3 separate regions of the Zea mays genome follow, and regions 1 and 2 are each linked to region 3. The links are chromatin contacts, called in public Hi-C maps. All regions are on one chromosome and are shown on one strand. The core of a region is the stretch at or near the end of the contact, and the rest is flanking DNA. Distances in the headings are between cores, read along the strand shown.

Region 1 (3,837 bases), core at 1,179-3,678, 220 kb before region 3:
TACACCCACACCCGTCCTGCCATGCCAGCAGCCATGTCGACGACTCCTCGCGCTCGCGGCCGGAAGTCCCACCGCCGCGCCCGGTGCAGGTGCTTAGGCGGCAACAAAGAGGACCGCGCCACGCCGTGCTGCTCCTTCAACCCGCTGAGGCCCCTCTTCCGATGCCCCCGCCGACACCGTAGCCGCAGCCGCAGCCGCAGCCGCAGCAAGCATCGGCAGCGGACGCCGTCGAAGGTCCGTGATGCGCCGGTGGCCGCCGGAGCGCAGCAGCAAGCCCAGGAGGATGAGCCTTCATTCTTCGCGTACGCCATGCCGAACCAGAGCGGCTTCGGCGCCACCGACAAGCACAAGAAGAATAAGAAGTACCGGAAACCGCGTATGCCGTCTTTCGGCTCGTGCTTCCGCAGGAGGAAGAAGGAGCGGGGGCAGGCCAAAGCCGCAGCGGCCACTGTGAGCGCCCCGCGCCCTGCGCTCACGCCTATTTCGTCGCTGCTGACGCATACGCCTGGCTCCCCTGCGTCGGAGAAGCTGCAGGCCGCGACGACCCCGTCTGTGACGCAGCCACCTTCTCCTGTGCATACGGAGAACGGCAGCACCGCTGTCAACTCGCCAGCGCCGACGGGACGGCAACCGGCCTCGGCGAGGCCAGCCAAGCACTCGACGGACTCGATGTGGTCACCTTTCGCGCCGGAGATGCAGCAGCAGCAGCCGAAGCAGGTGGAAGTGGTCGACGTGGAAACGGGCGATCGGCTGTCGACGCACGAATTGGGCCTCATTGAGATGCTTGGCAGCTCAACTGACAACTCCGCGGAGTCCTCAGCTAAGTCATCGCTGGACAACGTCAACGAGCCACCACTGCCGCCAGCGAAACGGACGGTGTTGGAGAGGGACGCGGAGGCGGTGCCGATGATGAAGATTAAGGAGGTCCCGAAGCTGTGGCTCAACAGCAAATCGGCCGAGTCCCGACTTGTGGCTGCGGCGGCGGAGGAGCTGTGGCCGCACGACGTCGTGTGCAGCCGCGTGCACGCCGTCATGCTCGCCGAAACGGTAAGCTGTTCCAGCTCATAACTAGAGATGGCCAAACGGGCCGGCCCGGGCCCGGTGAAGCCCGGCCAAAACCGGGCTGGGCCTGCTGAGCCAGCGGGCTTAAGTTTCTGTCCAAGCCCGGCCCGCAGCGGGTCTAAACGGGCCGAGCCGGCCCGTTTAGCACGAAATAACGGGCCGAAAAGCGGGCTAAACGGGCCGGTAAGCACGTTTTAGTGTAAAAAAACGGGCTTAACGGGCTTAGAGGTAAACGGGCCGTGCCGGGCTAGCCCGCCGTGCCTAGTTTCCTGTCAAGCCCGCCCGCTTATTCTACCGTGCCGGGCTCGGACCGGGCCCAAAAAGCGGGCTTCGTGCCGGGCTCACGGGCCTCGTGCTTTTTGGCCATCTATACTCGTAACGTTGGTTGACGTGGAATTGATCTTTCTGAATACAAACTCCCATCCTCCCAAAATAGTGTCGCTTTGGGTTCTTATGTTACATGCAAGGTAAACATTTCTAAATTTAACTAGAGTTATAGAAAATATTAACAATATTTATATCTCTAAATAAGTTTATTGTAAAATATATTCAATAATAATTACTATTATCCACAAAAATACTGATAATATATATATATATAATAAAAATAATAAGGCTATTCTGAGCGGTGGTTTCATGCACATTTAATAGTGTATCACGTCAGTTTTTTTAACATAGTATAGCATTTAAGAGGATCGAGTTTCATGTGATGAAATTAGTTTCATGGGGATGAACCATGTCAACTTGTTTCCAAGGTCTTAAAAACCGTGTGAAACCTCCATCAAGAATGATTTGTTTCATATTCACATAATTTACTAACTTCTATTGGCCACTGATTTGCGACATTTAATTGATATGGTAGCATATGAAATAGTGACGTGTAATATTGCGCTGAGAAACATTGTTTCATTCATAGTTTCATATCACTTATGATAATGTGACAACGTTGTAAATAGTGCTACGAAACTCCCATTATGAATAACCTAAGGCCCCGTTTGACACGAGGCTCTCTAAAAGTGACTCCGGCTCTGACTTCTCTTTAAGAACAACTTCTCTATAGGAGTCAGTGTTTTTTTAACAAATCGTTTGGTAAAACAGTTCCTCTTGACGCGAGAGAAGAGGAGTGAGAGGAGCCGCTAGGAGCCAATTTTTTTTTTGGCTCCAACTCTTCTCTATAAAAATGGCTCTGACTCTTTAATGATCTTTGTTGAGAGTTCTTTTTTTTTTGAGATCGTTTGGGAGAATTCCTCTAAAAGCTGTAGTCGGAGCCGATTTGAGATCCTCCAAACATGCCCTAAGTGTTTAATTTCATAGAAAATAATGAAATTAACGAAAGAAGTGTCCAACGGAGAAGGGGTTCGGACTCACTGATCTCTAGGTCATAGCCTCTGGTAGTCCCTGGTCAGCCTGTGTGGACTGTCCTCAGGACAATCGCCAAAACCCCCCGAGCCAACACCTACTACGCCGCCGCGCCGCCGCGTCAAACAACGGCGAGAGGACGCCTATGGCATTCACTTCCCAATCCCTAATCTTCCGGGCACCCGCCTCGCCCTCTTGTGCCCGCATAACCCCGTCATCCGGTCGCGTCACCCTCCGGGACCGCAGCGCCGTTTTCCCGCTCGTCGCGGCGGCCTCCACCTCGATGGCGTCCTCGGAGAGCGAAGATAAGAGGGAAACCAAGCTGTGGGGCGGGCGGTTCGAGGAGGGCGTCACCGACGCCGTGGAGCGCTTCACGGAGTCCATATCCTACGACTGGCAGCTCTACAAATACGACATAATGGGCAGCAAGGCCCACGCCTCCATGCTCGCTGGCCAGGTATATCCTGCACGCTCCTCGGCGGTCGGTGTCGTCTAGGTGTTCGACCAACTGGATGTCCCGTCAGGTTGGGGCTCCGTCGGACAGGTTGGGGGTTGTTTGTCGGGGTCAGCCCGCTATGAACCATCTTACTCGCCATGTGCTCGAGAAAATGTCAGCTTCTTCGTTGTGCTCCTCTGCTATGCTGTTGCTGGGATCCATAGGTGTTCAAATCCGCTAGCTTTCTGCCAGGTGGCACTGAGGAAGTTTAATCTGACTACCCACAAGGTTTTACCAGAAATGTTGTTCGTTGTATTTTGGTGAAATGGTGAATCAAATTGACTGTCTTAATCCTTAAGCTATATGTTACTTAAAAAGCTTATTATCACAATATTTGAGTTGGGTTTCTGAATAATTTGCAATGCAGGGTTTGATAACAGCTACTGATAGGGATATCATCTTAGAGGGGCTTGATCAGATAGAGAGGCTGATCCAAGAAGGCAAATTTGAGTGGAGGAAGGACCGGGAGGATGTGCATATGAACATTGAAGCGGCTCTAATTGAAAGGGTTGGTGAGCCAGCCAAGAAGTTGCATACTGCTAGGAGCCGCAATGACCAAATTGTGACGGATCTAAGGCTATGGTGCCGTGATGCTATTGACAGGATTTTGATTCGTATCAAGCAGCTTCAGGTTTGCTCTGAATTTACTCTATGTTGCTCATGAAGTCCTGCCACTATCATGTTCACATTTCTTTTCTATCTTTCACTGCTTGCCAGTGTGGCACTATTTTGTTTTCTACTTTTTTGCTCAATTAACACGTGGCCATTCTAACAATTAAGAAAATCTTGCTCGTTTGAAAATCCAATGATTCTTTTTATTTTTCATTCTGTAATGTCAATTTAGGGTAGGAATTTCTGAGAGAACTTCTGGTTAACCTTCCTGCTTCTTGATGTAGAACTGATGCAAAATAATACATTAA
Region 2 (3,721 bases), core at 7-2,506, 170 kb after region 3:
ATCCAACTCTGGGTCAAAATCCATATCCTCATCATCCTCCTGCTTCCGCTGATGAGATCGCTTCGCTGCCAGAGACAGCTTCACATTCCGGCCACGGGCACCGCATTTCACAATGCTCTTCGGCCGCTGTGGTGCCACTTCTTCCTCCTCCTCGACCTCCTCAAGGTCATCATGGTACTCCTCCTCCACCTCGTCGTCTTCGTCAACCTCCTCCTCGTAGTCCTCGTCCTCCTCATACTTCCGGCGTCGAGATCGTGCGGCGGCCAGATCCACCTTTCCTTTCCGTACTCTGTTGCTGCCCTTTGCCCGTCGCTTCGGGCGCGGCGTCTCGATTTCGTCGTCGTCCTCCTCCTCTGCCTCCTGGTATTCGGCGTCTGAATCCAACCCATCCTCGCCGGCGCTCGATGTGCTGTCCTTCGCCGGTCGCTTTGGGCGCGGCGTCTCCATCTCGTCCTCCTCTGCCTCCTGGTATTCGGCGTCTGAATCCAACCCCTCCTCACCCGCGCTCGATGTGCTGCCCTTGGCCGGTCGCTTCAGGCGCGGCGGCTCGATCTCGTCGTCCTCCTCTGCCTCCTGGTATTCGGCGTCTGAATCCAATCCCCTCTCGCCGGCGCTCGATGTGATGCCCTTCGCTGGTCGCTTTGGGCGCGGCTTCTCGATCTCGTCCTCCTCCTCTGCCTCCTGGTACTCGGCGTCTGAATCCACCCCCTCCTCGCCGGCGCTCGAGGCGGAGAGCTCCTCCACATAATCCTCTTCTTCTTCCTCCTCCAGCACATACTCGTCGTCGTCCTCGTCCGGCCATCGACGGCGCCTACCGCTGATGCCCCGCCTCGCCGGCGGCGACCCCTCTCCAGTGCCCATCCCTGCACATCAAATCCACAAAATCAGCACTCAATCTCCCCCCGAGGCAAATCCAAATCGACGGATCCCGGCCCGGGACTACCCGAATTTCCCCCAAATCAGCTGGAACTTGCCTTTTCGCGCGAGAATTGACGCGAAACAGTGGACGACAAAAGGCAGAGCAGCGGGGCACCAAGTTTCTGTTCACACCCCGCTAGCCCAAAAATTCTCTCGAAATCTCTGTAGCGGCGGGCCTAAATCGGCTCGCGCCCGCTCATGGGTCAGCGAAGGCGGCGGCGTTGCGAGTTGAATCGGGAAGCGGAGGAGGAAAACGGGAAAGGGGAACGGAGGAGGGAGGCCGCGGATGGGGGCCGGGTGGAAGCTACGAGGGGCTCGAGTTGTGGGGAAGCATCGTCGCGTCGGGTACGGGCGGGCGGGGTGGACGCGGTGGTTTTATCGCATCGCCCTCCCCTCACGAGACGAAACGCGTAGGCGTAGCGTGGGGGTCAGAGGGGTGGGTGTGCGCGGTGCGGTGGGGGTGGCCGTTGGGTTGGCGTTGGACCGTTTTGGAGTTGGACTCGCCGCCCGCAGCGCCTGCGCCGCGGTATTTGCAGCCGTTTTTTTCCCGCATACTTTTGCTTGGCCACCGGGCGATTCCGATGCGTTTTCCCCGTCGATTTTTGGTGGGTTCGGCCATATGGCGTCGCCGCGCGGCCGAACCAGTCGGCTCAGTGGCGTGCCCTGGTGGTGGTGGTGGTGCCTTACGTGTCCGTGACTCGATGGGAAGTCTGATGTGGAGACGAAAGGGAAATGAGAATTTTGCCGTCTCCTGACGCTGGTCCCCGCCCCGCGGTTGTTTGACAGCACCAGGATTTACTCTTTTCAGTGTGTATATATCCCGAGCTTTTTTTTTAAGCCAACGACAAAGTTCAGGTAGCAAACAAGAATAGCCGTGTGTCCCCAACCAGACCTAGAAGGCTAGAACTGAAAACAAAACAGTGATAGCCTTGCCGCTGACATGTGAATTGCAGAGCCGATGTTTGAGTTTGAAGGTTATCGGATAATAGACTGGGAGGCTCCAAGGTTGTGGTAATGGTCTATAAAACGGGGAATTGTACAAACATGAATGCATTTTATACTACCACAAAATGAGCATACTGTCAGGCACGTGGGCTATATTGTCAGGCAAGAACCAGGTTTCTAGTCATATTTTCTAGCAATGGTTAGTTAAAAAGGTCGTTTGTTTTCACTATGTTTTTTGAGTTTTTTTTTGAGAGAATATGCTTTTTGAGTTTTGAGAAGAGTAGATAAGTTCATCTTCTATTTTAAAAATGGTACAGTAGATAAAAACCTCAATCACAACCATAATCCATTTTGTGACAGGGGCATATAACTGCAGCCATGATCTGTCAGATTTGGAATGCATCAATAGAAATCACAAGGAAGGCAGATCATTATGAAAGAAATTAATTCTCTGTCCGATCAGTATAAGCAGACCCTAAAAAAACAAAAAGTAAATACAAAGTATTGAATTCATTATAGGCAGCTGGAGCGCAGGATATGTTTTTAGGGTATTTGGGATGGCTCCAGCTCCAGCTTCCAGCGTGAAGCTGTAGTTTATAATATCAATTTAAATAATTTTAAAAATATTTTTAGTCTAAATAATAAACAAAATGACTTATCTAAATGTCTTCTAAAGTTTTACAGCTCCAACTCCATGATTTTTTTAAGCACCTAATGACCTATATTCCACTAACTCTACCAAATTTATTGGAGCTGAAGCTATCCCAAATAGGGCCTTAATAGGTAGTAATAATAAAGCAAATCTGGTTCCATGAGACTAAACTTTAGTCCCTTAGTCCCTAAATTATCAAAAAAAAAAGGACTAAAAGAGATGGGAGGAAATCTGATTTATTCCCTTTTAGTCCTCATATTTAGTAATTTAGGGACTAAAAGAGAGGCACTAAAGTTCAGTTCCATGTAACCAAACAGCCCCTCAATATAGGCATAAGCAACAAGCAGATATAAAAAAATGTGGGCTGCTTGGCAAACAGTAAATACAGAGTATCGAATTCAACAAAGAAAAATAGTAATACATTACTTACTAATCAAACCTTTCATTAATGTCATCCTCTTTATTGTTTCATTTGTTAAGTACACCTATAAGGCTATAACACAAAAATACAGAGACATACTTAGAATAACATTAAGCTGAACCTACTCAGCTATTGCTGGAAACAAAACACACTAATATGACCCTACCTGGCTACACATAACACAATATTCGCATGAATAATAAGAGCAAACAAGGATACAGATTTCTTAGCCATCCAATCAAACATGGAAGTTTTGTCTCAATAAAATATGGTGAAGAGAATCCCAAAGAAAAGGTAAATGCGCTGAATCATCCCTGCAACATTTAAATGACGAATGTGTTTTACAATAATACGAAAAAAAGGCCACTGCACAGCAGTACCTTGAAGCACTTACAACTCCCTAGTTGCCAACACCCACCACAGCAACACCCTGACCATAGCAGCAGACCATCTTAACAGCAGAGTTAAAATTGAGCAAACTTCATAGTGCATATACTGCTATATACTGCAAGGTGACGCCTTATTATCATATGAAGCAATAAAATGGCAGCAGGATGGAGGGAGAAAAAGAAAAAAAGAGAGGGAGGGAGAAGGGAGAAAAAGAAAAAAAGAGAGGGAGGGAGAAGGGAGAAAAAGGCATGCCAGCCCACTTAGAGCAGCTCCAATAGTTATGTATATTTCTACTACCTAAATCTGAGATTTAGCAAGTCCTCAAATAATATAGGAAACAAAAAAACTTATCTCCTCCAACAGTTATCTATATATTACTTCCTAAATATGTTAAA
Region 3 (3,731 bases), core at 725-3,224:
CTATCACCACTAATGCTTTCCACAATGTCTTTTCTGCCAACTTTAGAGTTCTTGCTTCCACTCTTGATCTTCCCAGAAGATGAATCTCCGGCCATCACCTTTCTGCCTTGCTGTGTTGAGACGGTTTTGTTTAGTGCCACCTTGCCTTTGGTCACCAAAGAATTCTGTTTCTGATTATTTTGCCAAAGAACAGGGGAAGAAGTGCCAGATGATGATGGCTTCTTTTGCTGCTTGTTTCTCTGGAGATTAGACTGACTCCTAAATGGTTGGTTTACCCTTTTCTCATCATGTTCTTTTTGTACTCGTGAATTCCTCCCAGAACCAGTTGCGCCTTCCCTCTTCTGGACGTTGTTCTTTGCCTGGACTGCCAATGAAACAGACTTTCCCTTGTTGTTCTTAGAACAACTAGGATTATTAATCTCATAAGAATCAACCGATGGTCTGAATATGACAATATCCTCCTCACTATTCCAGCTTCGGTTCATCTGCTGTGCTCTAGAGATTCTCACATTTGGCAGCTCAGGAGCAGTCCTGGATGATTGCGGTTTCAGAGGCACAGCCCTCTGAGAAAAAGGGATGTTCTCTCTTGGCTCCGAAACTCTCAAAGGAATCCGCGCCGGGCTAAAAGAACATACTTTCTCCCTAGAGCTTGTTTGTGCCCTTGGCTGAAGAATCTTGGCTGCTTCCTCCATGATCTGGACAGCATTCCTCGCTGAAGTGAAACCTGGATTCTTGATGGGGGACAACAATCTATGGTGAGACATTGGTAGAGGCTTTGCGGACCTTGGTGGCAATGCTTCCATCTGGAACCTTTCAATCGGGCTGCTTGGCATCTTTGGTGCTCTGAAATCCAATGGCTTCCTGATATATCCATCAACTCTTCGAGGAACATGACCGAATTGGTCATTCGTTGAGTACTCAGGGCTCCTCTTGAGGCTGTGGCTGTCCCTGAATGATATTGTGTCTCGGAACGGTGTGCAGTACGGTTCTGGAACACCCAAGGTGGGCATGGCGTCCAGGCCCATGAGCCTGGCCACAACACCTGGCGCCTTCATCTCACGCCCTTCCTCATCGGTCACTGAAGACGCACAGCTGTAGTCGCTGCTTCCCTTGAAGCTTGATACACCAATCCCCTCATCTTCATCACCCTACACAAATGCATCCACCTAAACATTAGTGAACGCACGCCCCTTCACAAGACTGCCCAAAGATCACTCACCAAGTGGAGACGCACTGACAGCAAGGTTTCTTCGCTCCTCTTGACAAGCTTAGACGCCTCTGCAAACGGATCATGAGACCAGATTAAAAAAACATTAATCAGATACAAGAGCTCTTCCTTCCAGGAAGCGAGGCATTCTTACAGACCCATACCTGGCGAGTTGGAGAACAGCTTCTTGCGTGACTTTCGCTTCCAATCAAATAGGTTGAAGATCCCGCCTCCTCCTCCACCGCCGCCAATAACCTTGGCTCCACCCTTCTCGGACCCCATAGATCCTAGAATCTCTCTACAGCTGAATCAAAACTCCTCGCCGCTCCGCAGCGTCGGCAAAAGAAGGAGAAAATCACCGATACAGCATGCTCCAGATCAAACAAGAAAATACACCTGCGCAGAACAGACTGTCAGCCCATGAATCTTAAGGTCGATGGCGGCGTCCTCGAACCAAAGCATTCGTCTACTCGTGAAGCGAATCGAGAGAGGGGAAGTCTGGTGCTACTGTGCTTACTGACGTGGTCTACGTAGCGGAGGCTACAAGCGGTGGCGGCGGCGAGGAGGCAGGGAGGCGGCCAGGGGGCATCAGATCGGGGAGGCCTCTAGAGGCCGGGCATTTTAAAACGGGAGGGGTTATTAAACGGACGCTAGAATTAGTGCTTTCGAATTTGGAGGCGCCGCTGGGCCCCGCTCTGCCGTACGATCCAAGCGGAAGGGGAAGGCTGACGCGCGGGGCAGGAGCGGGACTGGGGCCCACCCGGCGGTGGTTTGGAAGCAGATAACGGCTCTTTTTGGAGAAGCACAGCATTTCAAATCCTGATCGATGCGGGCGCGGGGGGATCGGTCACACGACTCGAGGGTGGCAGTTGGCACACGCCGCGCGGATCTTGATGCGTGGGGTGAATGGACGGTTGTGCGGACTGCCGAGGCCAGATGCTGAAACCTCAAGTCAAAGACATCTGGGGGGCCGAGCCTGAGGAGTTTGAAAATCATTGGGCTGGAAGTACAGTAGGGGTGGATATATGACAGCTGGGGCCTGTCTTGCTATCTGTACACAAAAGTTTGTCGCTACGGTATTTAGTCAAACTTTCTTAAATTTAACTAGATATATAAAATATATTAGCAACATTTTATCTTCAAGTATTTTACTAAAAAATAGATTTAAAGATCTATGTAATCAAACTAAATTATAATATGAATATTAATATTTTTATATAATTATGGTCAAAGTTAAAAATAATTAACTCCTGAACGACCAAAATTTATCGTCGTAGCGAGTAGGTGGGGGAGGCACCACGATCGTTGTTGCATCAGCAGGTCAACACGACAACACCTACCAACTACCATTGCCACCAGCGAGACTTCAATCACAACAAATGGACCCTAAAAGTCGAAGGGCGAAATCGAGCTATCAAATGGTATGTATATGTAAGCATCTGCATTAATATTATAGAAACACGATATATTCCACCAGGGCTCATAAGATTCAAGTTATCTAGCATTGGATCAGTGAAGTAATAAAACACTACACCTATTTTGAATTATATGTTATGATAATTTTTGTAGAGTCGAAACATCTTGATTTTGATAAAAAGAATACAAAGAAAAATATAGAAAATGTCTTACATTTTTTTACATCCTCAAATGTCTTATATATTTTTTGTGTTGTTTAATTCGTTGGTCAAAATATAAAAATAGATAGAGTAGAGAGAAGAAAGAGGCTTTATGTAGAGAGAAATAGGTTTTAAAAGACACTGTTAAAATCTATATGTGATGAAATCTTTTCTATGTTTAGAATTGCGTCGAAGACCATCTTAGATAGTGTTTAGTTCTAAATTATGGTAGAACGAAGCCACTTTGTTACTAATTTGTTATTATTTAGATTAGTTCTATATAGGATAGAGTGTTCCTAAAAAACTAGTTAAATATTGAATCACTCGACTTTCCAAAATCTCTCGGTCGAAACAGCTCCTAGAGCCATTCCGTCTTAACTGCCTCGCTGCCTCCGCAATCTAACACTACGGCACTACTTAGAGGGTGTTTGGTTTCTAGGAACTAATTTTTAGTCCCTCCATTTTATTCTATTTTAGTCCCTAAATTACTAAATATAGAAACTAAAACTCTATTTTAGTTTCCTTATTTAACAATTTATAAACAAAAATAGAATAAAGTGAAGGGACTAAAATTTAGTGCCTATAAACCAAACACCCACTTAGAGAGAAAGATTACAAGGGGAGGGAAGGGGACCAGATGCGTACGCTGGGCTGCAGATCCGGCCGACGCCGTCGTGGATATCCACCCCTCAGTGTCGGCCTGGCGGGGAGAATCCTTAACCTTTTTCAGTGCCAATTATAAACAGCTTGCTCCCAGTAGGCAGTAGCAGTGGCAGTGCTTCTACGAGCGGGCCTGACGTCCATGGTGACAGCCGTAGTCCCCCTACTCGACGATTTTCTGATAACGACCTCCCAACACAAGTTGGGGCTAGGAATGATCTGCTTTGCTGAAATTATGTGCTATGTTT

What was found. Hi-C and Micro-C count contacts between places; a contact is called where the count stands out from the background.
Region 1: a Hi-C map of ear shows a contact between it and region 3, with 3 times the contacts expected there. The contact joins the promoter of LOC100191977 here to the promoter of LOC103639232 in region 3. A contact is called at or near these places in 3 of 25 Hi-C or Micro-C datasets (ear, leaf and tassel) and 1 of 3 datasets of contacts at active chromatin or transcription factors (leaf).
Region 2: a Hi-C map of leaf shows a contact between it and region 3, with 7 times the contacts expected there. The contact joins the promoter of LOC100383513 here to the promoter of LOC103639232 in region 3. A contact is called at or near these places in 3 of 25 Hi-C or Micro-C datasets (ear, leaf and tassel).

Annotation. Positions count from the first base shown.
Region 1 is chr9:142,164,983-142,168,819 of Zm-B73-REFERENCE-NAM-5.0, forward strand. LOC100191977 (argininosuccinate lyase) reads left to right here and starts at 2,429. Exons shown (of 7, transcript NM_001137401.1): 1 at 2,429-2,878; 2 at 3,285-3,548. The coding sequence starts at 2,567.
Region 2 is chr9:142,555,376-142,559,096 of Zm-B73-REFERENCE-NAM-5.0, forward strand. LOC100383513 reads right to left here and starts at 1,257. Exons shown (of 4, transcript NM_001176161.1): 1 at 975-1,257; 2 at 1-863. The coding sequence starts at 861.
Region 3 is chr9:142,384,171-142,387,901 of Zm-B73-REFERENCE-NAM-5.0, forward strand. It overlaps LOC103639232 (DUF4378 domain protein), which reads right to left and starts at 1,975. Exons shown (of 6, transcript XM_008662001.2): 1 at 1,729-1,975; 2 at 1,372-1,603; 3 at 1,220-1,278; 4 at 1-1,148. The coding sequence starts at 1,489.